Regions from separate parts of the Sus scrofa genome. Here region 1 is linked to region 2. The links are chromatin contacts, called in public HiChIP or PLAC-seq maps. All regions are on one chromosome and are shown on one strand. Each heading gives the region's core, a stretch centred on a gene start, on an enhancer-like site or on the middle of the called end of the contact. The rest is flanking DNA. Distances are from core to core; before and after follow the strand shown. Region 1 overlaps PACRG (parkin coregulated gene protein). Region 2 overlaps LOC106506356 (a long non-coding RNA gene).

Evidence for each region. HiChIP or PLAC-seq counts read pairs in DNA pulled down with a chosen protein or histone mark.
Region 1: a contact with region 2 is called in an H3K27ac HiChIP or PLAC-seq map of alveolar macrophages. The contact joins two enhancer-like sites. A contact is called at or near these places in 1 of 47 Hi-C or Micro-C datasets (liver) and 1 of 2 datasets of contacts at active chromatin or transcription factors (alveolar macrophages).

The regions. Positions count from the first base shown.
Region 1 is chr1:5,047,480-5,052,127 of Sscrofa11.1, forward strand. All of the region lies in intron 4 of PACRG (parkin coregulated gene protein), which reads right to left. Among named protein-coding and RNA genes, the nearest start is that of QKI, 170 kb to the left of the region's middle. Within about 2 kb of position 1,267, at least 2 of the 83 cell types and tissues checked have an H3K27ac peak or open chromatin away from gene starts, as enhancers often do. A contact at or near this core is called in alveolar macrophages, where this site is marked.
Region 2 is chr1:4,891,897-4,897,177 of Sscrofa11.1, forward strand. LOC106506356 (a long non-coding RNA gene) reads left to right here. Exons shown (of 2, transcript XR_001301609.2): 2 at 1-4,422. Among named protein-coding and RNA genes, the nearest start is that of QKI, 11 kb to the left of the region's middle. Within about 2 kb of position 1,960, at least 36 of the 83 cell types and tissues checked have an H3K27ac peak or open chromatin away from gene starts, as enhancers often do. A contact at or near this core is called in alveolar macrophages, where this site is marked.

The sequences.
Region 1 (4,648 bases), core at 17-2,516, 150 kb after region 2:
TCTGTCCTCCTCGTTCCTCTGCTGCTCATTCCCTCATCTTACCCGCCTAGTTCTTTCCTGGTTTTCTTCCTTTCTTCCATCCGCTTCCTTTGCTCCTCTGTCCTTTGCTCCTCTTTCCCTTCCCTTCTCACTGCCCAGGTGGACAAGGGGTGGGCTTCTCTCTGTACCCACAGGCTTGGGCCAAGAGCTACCACCTCAGAAGAACACCCAGATGTGGGCTTGGAGCCCTTGTCAGGACCTTGAAGGAGCCCTGGAGCCACAGCCCCAGCGGACCTCACACCTGGGAAGGGGACATTCTTCTATTATGAAAACAGGCATCTCAGCTTCCCCCCTTACATAAGTTTTCTTGAAATGAATATAACCATGTTTGCTTATGCTTAGTCACTAACGTTGGGCTGTGCCCTTGTCATGGGTTGGTGATGCTTGTAGAAAGCCACCTCAAATCATAGAGGTTGCTGTGACAGCAGGGCTGGCATGATGAGCCCGGGCAAGTAAGTGGCCCATTTCAAAAAGTCTACATGGTAGAAAACTTAACTGTATTTGTTCCAAATAGTTATCGGTCTGTTTCTTGACCTACTACAGAGGGAATGTCTGCCTGTGCGGCTTGTGTGATACCAACTTAGAGCCAACACTAACTGAGTGGCGTGAGCACTAGCCCTCAGGTAGTAATGGGATGCTCAGCATTCTTGGGCTGGCCTGTGGTCAGTCGTGTAGCCAGTGGTCTAGGGAGGCTCTTGCATGTATGAGCTCCTAGCTCAGAGAGGGCAAATGGGTTTCATCCTGTGGCCAACTTTGACAACTGCCAAATGATTCTAAAATGGTCCCAGCTCATGGCAAGGGGATATGACTGATGAACACTATCTGCCAAGAGCATGGGGGTGGGGGACAGGGCAACGTGCCAGAGGAGAGTTAGGGGGTCATCTCACCCCCTCTTTGCTGCCGGTACCTCTGAGCATGAACTGTGCCAAGGGCAGAGAGCTCATGACATTTGTCCCACTGCACAGACAAATTTCTCCCAAGTCCTCCTAAGGGCTTGAATAAGTAGGGCTATGTCAATTCCTTCTCTCCTCTTTGCTCACTTCTGTCACCACCCAATCCTTATATTGATCTAGGGAGCACAGAAGAAGTAGGTGTGGGTAATTTCAAGCAGGGAAGAGGATGCAGAAGTTAAAAAAAAAATTATAGAGGAGCATGGTTGAGTCACAGAGTTGAATGCTGGTCCTGTGGAAAGGATGAAGTGATTCAAGGCTTACTAGCCTCTTACAGACAAATGTTCTGAAGTCACGTTTTTACAGTTGAACAGATTAAGATGAACTGGACTATAGTTGTCATGACCTGCAAAGTAGCTAATAAATCTGCAAAGAATGATGTCATCAGCGCAGGGGTACAAAGCATGCAAAAATGTAGTCCTAACAGCAGCATGACTCTCCTGTATTCTGTACAAGTGCAGACTGCCCTCTGCTTTATGGAGGGTGTGGTCAGGAAGCCTTGACTGTGTTAATAAAATGACGCAGACTACAGTCACTGACGTGGCCGTGAGGGGTTAATGGGACAGAAGCTGGTCACTGAAGGAAAGAGATGGAAAGAGCAGCAAGAAGCACGTGTGGAGTCGGGATAGAGCCATGGGCAGGAGGAAGAAGTCCCATGTCACGGGCTGCTGGTTTGCTCCTGTTGCTGACATCCTCAAGCCCACGCCACTCACTCTGCCGCAGCTGTGAGAACAGCCATCGCGGGCCTGTCTGGGGGCTCCTTTGGGTGGGTTTTGGGAGGGACGCGTCCTTGCCTGCGTCTCCTCAGCTGTGTCTGCACCTTACAGAACATCCACCTCCACTCCCCCTCCTCCGTCTTCCTACCACATTCACCACTACTTTCCAGTCCTCTCTCAGGGATTACTTTTCCTGACAAAGGGATATTCTGCCTATTTCCTCCTCTCTCCAAATACCACCAGCCAGAGCCTAACTCAAAGCTGAGGTCCTCCAGAAAGCTTTTGCTGACAATCTAAGGATAAGATAACATTTTGGTTTTTTTTTTTTTTTCTCCCTTAAATCTTACTGTACTCGTGGCAACTTTGCATTCAGTTATATTCCATCCTGTGTTCTTTCCTTGTATGTCCAACCATGTTTTAAGGGTTATTAAGGTGACTATGCCTTTGTTATTCCCCACAACAATAGCAGACAGGTAGACTCTCTTAAGTTCTCCATGAATATTTGTGTCTGATAAATTGGATAGCTGGTATGAATTTCATAATGTAAAGAATATAATTATTTGTGTTGCCATGGAGAAATTAAAAACTGGTTATTGCATGCTTGATCTTAAAGTCGTGTTGTATAGTAAAGAAGATTCATATTTGCCAGGTTCTTTAAAAGATATAACACAAGTATTATATATGGACATGAATTCTCCTTTGCAAAGAGCTTTCACTGGGGAGCACAACCGACTCCTGAAGATGCCACTTGGAAGTAAACAGGGTTTAAGGGGTCCTCTTTTTTTTTTTTTGTCTTTTTTTTGGTTATTTCTTGGGCCGCTCCCACGGCATATGGAGGTTCCCACACTAGGGGTCGAATCGGAGCTGTAGCCACCAGCCTACGCCAGAGCCACAGCAACGCGGGATCCGAGCCCCGTCGGCGACCTACATACACCACAGCTCACGGCAACGCCGGATCGTTAACCCACTGAGCAAGGGCAGGGACTGAACCCGCAACCTCATGGTTCCTAGTCGGATTCGTTAACCACTGCGCCACGACGGGAACTCCAAGGGGTCCTTTCTGATGTCCCTAGAGAGGATGTCAACAATATTAATACTAAATTTGCCATTTTAAAAAAAATTTTAATGCCAAGTAGCAAGCTATTGAATAGTTTCACTAGGGCGCTGGGAGTGACTTGGGTTTTAAATTCTGGGAGCTTAGTGAGAATCTTTGGACCTGAAATTGAAAACATTCCTTTAATCTCCCCTGGAGAGGGTTTAGAGCCTCAGTGAAATAGAAAGGAGAAGAATTATGGAGTCTGTTGGTCCTTATGAAAGTCAGCACTTCTTTCTTTCCTAAGAAAAATTCTTCTGGTTCTAATTTCTTCATAGATGGCTTCTCTGAGAACTATTTAAGGTCTCTCCTAACAGCATTTGACAGCTGTGGGATCACTATTTTTAAAAAGTCATGGAGTTCTTCTGTTGCACAGTGGGTTAGGGGTCTGATGTTGTTACTGCAGTGGCTTGGGTCCCTGCTGTGCTACAGGTTCAATCCCTGGCCAGGGAACATCCACATGCCATGGGAGCAGGAAAAAAAGTCATGAAGGGGTTGTGTGGCTAAGACGGTGGAGAAGAGAAGAGTTCATTCAGGTGGTCAACAGACCCATGAAAAAATGTTCAAACATCAGGGAAAAGCAAGTAAAAAACACAAACAGATATTGCCTTACCCCTGTCAGAATGGCTATCATGAAAAAGACATCCAGAGCTCCCACCGTGGTGCAATTGGACCTGCAGTGTCTTGGGGGCACTGGGACCCAGGTTCAATCCCCAGCCCGGCACAGTGGGTTAAGGATCCAGCATTGTTGCAGCTCCATATGCTGTGGGACAGCCGGAAAAAAAAAAGACACACAAAAAAATAAAGACAACAAAAACTACTGATGAAGGGAGAAAATGGAGCCTTGATGCACTGTGGTAGGAATGCAAATTGGTATATCCACTATGGAAAACAGTATGGAGGTTCCACAAAAAAATTAAAAAATAGAATTGGCATATACCCCAGCAATTTTGCCTCTGGGTATTTAACCAAAGAAAACAAAAATATTAACTTGAAAAGATGTCCCTTGCAGCAGTATATACAACAGCTAAGATACAGAAGCCACCTATGTGTCCATCAGTGGTTCTGTACATAAAGAAGATGTGGTGTGGACACATAGATAGTGGAATATTACTCAGACATAAGAAAAAATGAAATCTTGGCATGGATGGATCTAGAGGGTATTGCACTAAGTCAGACAGAGAAGGACAAACACCATATGATCTCATGTATACAAGAAATCTAAAAACAAAGTGAACACAAAACCAAAATGAAAACAGACTCAGATACAGAGAACAAATGAATGACTGCCAGAGAGAAGGGGACTGGGTGTGTGTGTGAAAGAGGTGAAGAAGACTAAGAGGTAAAAACCTTCAGTTACAATATAAATAAGCCATGGGGATGTAATGTACAGCATAAGGAATACGGTCAATAATATTATTATAACGTCACATGAGGAAGATGTTCGCTAGATTCTCCTGATGAGAATGATAATTTCGTAATGCGTGCAAATGTCAAATCGCTATGTGGTACACCTGACACTAACATAATACTGCACATCCATGATACAGAAAGTTGTGAAATTGATTAAAAGGAAAAATGATGGCATTTGGCTGTTAATAAGGTCATGGTGCTGAGGCTCTGGTAACTCAAGCCTAAAATCTGGGGAAAAGCCCACTGACAATTCCTTGCTAGGCCATAAAATGATGATTCTGACAAGCAAACTGTGAGATGCAATCTGAGTGCTCCAGGAAGCAGAAGAAACTGTTTCAAAAGTGTTTTGCAAACACTTTTAAGTTGAGATATAAAATTTAGCAGTTTTAGTGTGGTGAGATTTAATATTTTAATTAAAAAAAACACCAAATGAAGAG
Region 2 (5,281 bases), core at 710-3,209:
TGGTGGGAAGAATCACTTTAAGGTGGAAATAAAATGTAACATAGTGAAATGAGTAACACTTTTGGTTCAACAGTTCTAAATCCGGTGCCCCGTATTTACACCGGGAGCCTGGAATTAAGTAGTGGTGGCAAGTGGCACGCTGACCGGACACTGTGGCAGGCAGTGGGACGGGGCTTGCCTCGTGCCAGTGTCATCTCTCTGTGCGGGTAAAGCCACGGAAAGAGCAGAAAGAATGGAAGGATGGAATCAAGATCACGAAGCTGCTAGACTGTGAGATGAGGAAAGAGAGAAAAGATTGGGTTCACAGAACTCTTGGGCAGTCTTGTGAGCAATCCCACCAGCTGCCGTGTCAGCAATAATCCCGCTCCCTCCCCTCCAGGACCGGCTTCCTCTCTGGCCCAGCGGCTGATGGGCCGAGACAGCAGGCGTTCTCTGTGCCAGGTTCCTGGACCCCTAGGGACCGGTAGCCGACTTGACTTGCTCCTCTCCCTCAGCTGACCAGGTTTCAGCATTTCAGCTGGTCCGGTGCCTGACTGCACAAAGGCACACTTTCACTTCATCAGCCAGGCCCTGTCACTTGTCTGGAACATGGAGCAGACACCAAGCAGGACGGGAGGGGCTGGCCATCTTGCTGGCAGGGCCATTAGCCATGAGCCTGGTGGGGGAAGGAGGTCGTTCACCTCTAGGCTCAGACCACGGATGTCTGAGAACTACTTCCTTGTGAACTGTGAAAATATGAAATTATGATACGTGGCCCTACATAACCACCTGCCAAACCATAGACATGCTTTTCTCACAGACGATGTCGATGACGTATCTTTAAACCCCACGCGATGAAACAGGTCCTAAAACATTCATTCACCCTGAAGAGTTTGCTGGTCCCTGGAGGAGGCAGCTGAGCACAGGGGTCTAGACCGGCTGCCACGGAAGTCCTGGGATCCTTTAAATTACCTCTGACTCTCACTGTGCACCTGTAAAATGGGACCATGCAACCTAAGGCTGCTGTCAGGATGATGTGAGTAAATGCATGTGAAGTGCTCAGCAAAATCCCTGGACCACCGGAAGCGCTCAGGAAACAGCATGATTTTAAAAACTGAAAAGAGTAAGGCTTGGTTCTAGTGCTTATTTATCAGTGCACACGTGTCTTGGAATGTGTGTAAATATCTCTATTTACGTTGAAATTGCATCTACAGAGCTCAAACTAGTTAGTCATCAGTTTCCTGCCACTTCCTATTGCACAAAAGCCTTTCCTGTTCTCAGGACTGCTGACACTAGGAAGTAAAAGGACAAATAACTCGATGAAAAGGAGCCTTGATCCCAGGCTGGCTGTGTGTCAGCAGCAACAATGGCTGATCCGAAGCTGGCGCGGGGCCTTCGTGCTCTCCAAGACCCAGTTTTCAGCTGCTAGATGATAGAAACAGTTCTGGGGCTGCGGGGTAAAGGTGGAAAAGGCGAGACTGCCTGCCTCTCGTCCCTGTCCTGTAAACCCCTGAGCTGGCAGCGAGTGGAGGGACCTGGGAAGATGCCACCTGGTGGAGGGGCCGTGACTCAGGTGGACAGGCTCTGCCTTCCAGACCTGCGGGAGCTCCCACGACCCCATCCACTCCATCCAGACCTTCTAACACTAACCGTTGTGAGTGGACCCAGGGTTTAAAATGTGAGGTCTGAGCAACGGATGGGCTTTCTCCCATCCCTGGCCCCGGGGCTCCGGCCTGCAAGCATAGCCGAGTGAAGGAGCAGGGGCATCCGCCCCCTGCCTGCTGAGCCAAACCAGGCTTTCTTATGTCTCAGCAGACACTGGTAAGAAAAGCAGTGAACACCGCCACCCTGTTTTTAACATCAGATACCATGGGAAAAAATAGCTCGTGTTTTGGGGAACTTGAAATCGCCAAGTGGGGTGGGAGGAGCCGACTGCCTTCACACTCACAAGTGGCTGCTGCATGTCAGTTCCACTAGGTCGTGCATGAAGCAACTGGAAGACAGTGACAGCTCTGGGTTCCCAGGGCCCTCCCTGAAGTGGCCTTGGTGTCTCCGAGGGAGCCAGCAGCCTCAGCTTCAGCAAGACTAGATCTGAGACCAGGGTCAGATCCAGTCCCAGCCCCAGGCCCTGCATCGAGGCTCGGAAAAATTTACCGGTGGAGCCAACACTTTCTCTTAGAGGTTTTCAAGGTATCCAGATGGTTTTCAGCATGAAGGCCAGGACACACAATTTAATCAAGGTAGCTGAAAGGAGAAAAGAATCTTCAAATAAACAGTTTCATAATTATGAGTCTGGCTTCACAGTGAATCACATACCCGTTATAATACTAATGCTGAACAAAATTTACATTTGCATCATATGTTTTCTGGTTACCAAGAGGGCCAGAGTTATCAATAGATTCCTAAGGGGTGTGATTCAGTCTGAACTATAAGTGGATCCCTGACGTTCTAAGGGCTTGATAAGAATTTTCCTCCAGTTATCTGTTTCTATAAAACTGGCTTATTGTAACTTGTGGACAACAATTATGCACTAAGCAAAGGTAATGCTTCAGACCATTTGCAAAAAACTTGTCGCATATTTTCGGCCAGATCTGCCCAAGGCAAAATCTTGGCCATATCATTGAACTGGGTGCAAAGGGCCCAAATCTGAGCTCAGGGCTGGGCCTTCCCTCTGGCCTTCCCCTCCCCCACCCAGTTTCAAGTTCAGTAGCTTGCCTCTTTGCCTCTGCCTTCTCCCAGCCCAACAGCCTCTCCTGTCCCGGAGGTGCCATGAGTGTGGGCTACTTGAAGCTTGCTGCTGTGACTGATGGAGCTTTTTATTTATTTTTATAACGTACTGTGCACTACTAGCAGCACAATGTGTATGTCCCATAACTTTGTTCTTAATGTCTGTCATTGCACTTTCTGGATGGGAGATTTTGCAGGCTTGCCAGCAAATATAGCTTTAAAAAAAAATTCGTAAGATTTTTCCTTGTCATTTATCTTTCATTTGATACTGTGTTCAGTGGCCTCAACTTTGCTTGTACAGCATTCATTAACGATATCATTCTAGGAGTTCCCTTGGGGGTTAAGGATCCAGTGTTGTCACTGCAGCAGCTCGGGTCGCTGCTATGGCCCGGGTTTGATCCCTAGCCTAGGAACTCTCACATGTCCCGGGCACAGCCAAAACAAAACCAAAACAGAACAAAAACCAATGTCATTCTATAAAAGCAGCAAAGGGAAGTGCACGAGGAAAAAAAAAAAAAAAAAGAGTACAAGGAAACAATTTCCAGAAGGCAAACTTGCTAGGAAGTGAGCTTAATAGCAGTTTTATTGTTCAAGTTCTAAACACAGAAATGCCCCTCCTTGCCGCTAGCCCGGCCTCCGGCTCATCTACCTCTCAACCCCAGAGCGCTCACGTGGCTCTGGTCTTCCCATATACCCTCAGGTTCAGGTTGGTTGGAGGTGGCTCAGGAGAGCTTTAAGATTCTGGGCTGTTATTAAAATTGTTGGCAAGATTTACATTGCTGAGGAAAAGGTGCTGGTTTCTGTGTGATGTTAACCATAGGAAACTATTTCAGAGAAGGAAAAATAAGTAAATAAAAGGGCCCTTGGACCTGTCATTTGTTACTGGAATCTGATTAAATTAGATGACCTCACAAGACTCACAAATGCTGTCCGTCATGGGTCCCGGCCCCCACAGTGGTCCTGGGACTTGGTAGGAAAGAGCTTTCTGGGGCCTCATAACTTCCACTGATTATTTCCTTTGTGTTCCCCACGACTTAGACCTTTACAAGCGTGACCCCACTTAGTCTCCCCAACACCCCTGGGTTGTTCACCAGGTTTGTATCAAATCCTGGCTCCAACAGTTTCTAGTTCTGCAGCCTTGGGCCGTTAAGTCCCCACTCCGTGCCTCTGCTTCTTCATCTTCCAAAGAGGCTCCTTGTCCCAACTCTCAGTTGAGGAGTGGGCCTGTGTGAGTTCAGATACGCAGAGGCCTGGCAACAGAGTCACAGCTCAGTAATTGCTATTGTTAGGCCCCAACAGGTGCCTCTGGTTTGCAGTCCACTTGCAGGATCCTGGCATCTGATGAAGCAAAGATCAACAGCAGTTTGTCAAGGTATTTCTCTTCTTCCTGAGCACGCAGCTAATCGACACTTCCCACCTCTCTTGAAGTTAGTCACGGCCACGTGACTGAGTTCCCGTGACAAAATATGAGCTGAGGCAATGCCCTCCACTGTCACCTGTCCCAGAGGGGCCTCCTGGATGAAGGCTTGTTGAAAATGAGCATCCTGAAAACACGGCCGGAGAAGGGGCCACCTTGCAGATCTCTTCAGCTGCACCGTTCTGTTACCTCAATAAGAAATGCTGTGGTTGTCTTTAATTAATATGCATTTGGCGAGCTAACTTTTGCCAGCACAGCTCGTATACATTGAGCTCAATAAAGGATTGATTCGTGGTAAACTGTTGCAGCTAGAGTTGTCTATGCAGCATATTTTCCCTTCTTCCTCCTCCTTTCCATAAGGAACCTCTCTCGTTTGGTGGGAACCGCAGTGTGATTTGGGTGTGGAGTAATACCTCTGCCACCGTGGCTGGCACACACAGGACTCCCCGCCCTTCCCACAGAGCCACCTGACCCAAGGCAGGCTCATCAGTCATTGCTACCACTCTCTTTGAAACTCCCAGAAAAGCAGGGTCTCTCTGTTCGGTGAGATTATTGACAACAGAGGATGAAGCTATTTGAGGATGTCAATTGCCCCATGAAAAGAGCCCTGGAGTTCCCATCGTGGCGCAGTGGTTAATGAACCCAATGAGGAACCATGAGGTTGTGAGTTTGATCCCTGGCCTCACTCAGGGGGTTAAGGATCCGGCGTTGCCATGAGCTGTGGTGTAGGTCTCAGACACGGCTCAGGTCCTATGTTGCTGTGGCTGTGGTGTGGGCCGGCAGCTACAGCTCTGATTAGACCCCTAGCCTGGGAACCTCCATATGCCGAGGGAGCCACCCTAGAAAAGGCGAAAGAAAAGAAAAGAAAAGAACCCTGCACTTCTTAATCTTTGATTCTTATTGCCTAATGAATGAATAGGTCATTAGCTCCTTTTTGGCTGAGCTAATTAGAGATAGCTTTCTCATTAAATAATAACAACCATAACTGCCCGGTTCCAATTTACCAACATTGCCCCTTCAGCCAGTTCCCTTGGGCCTCCGACTCTGCTTGCTCTCTCCCCTTCCCCAACACTTGCCCTGAAAGTCCTCTTGATAATCCTATCTTCACATTATGTAGAATATTAAAATTCCTTAAATAATTAGCAACAGTAACAGGCA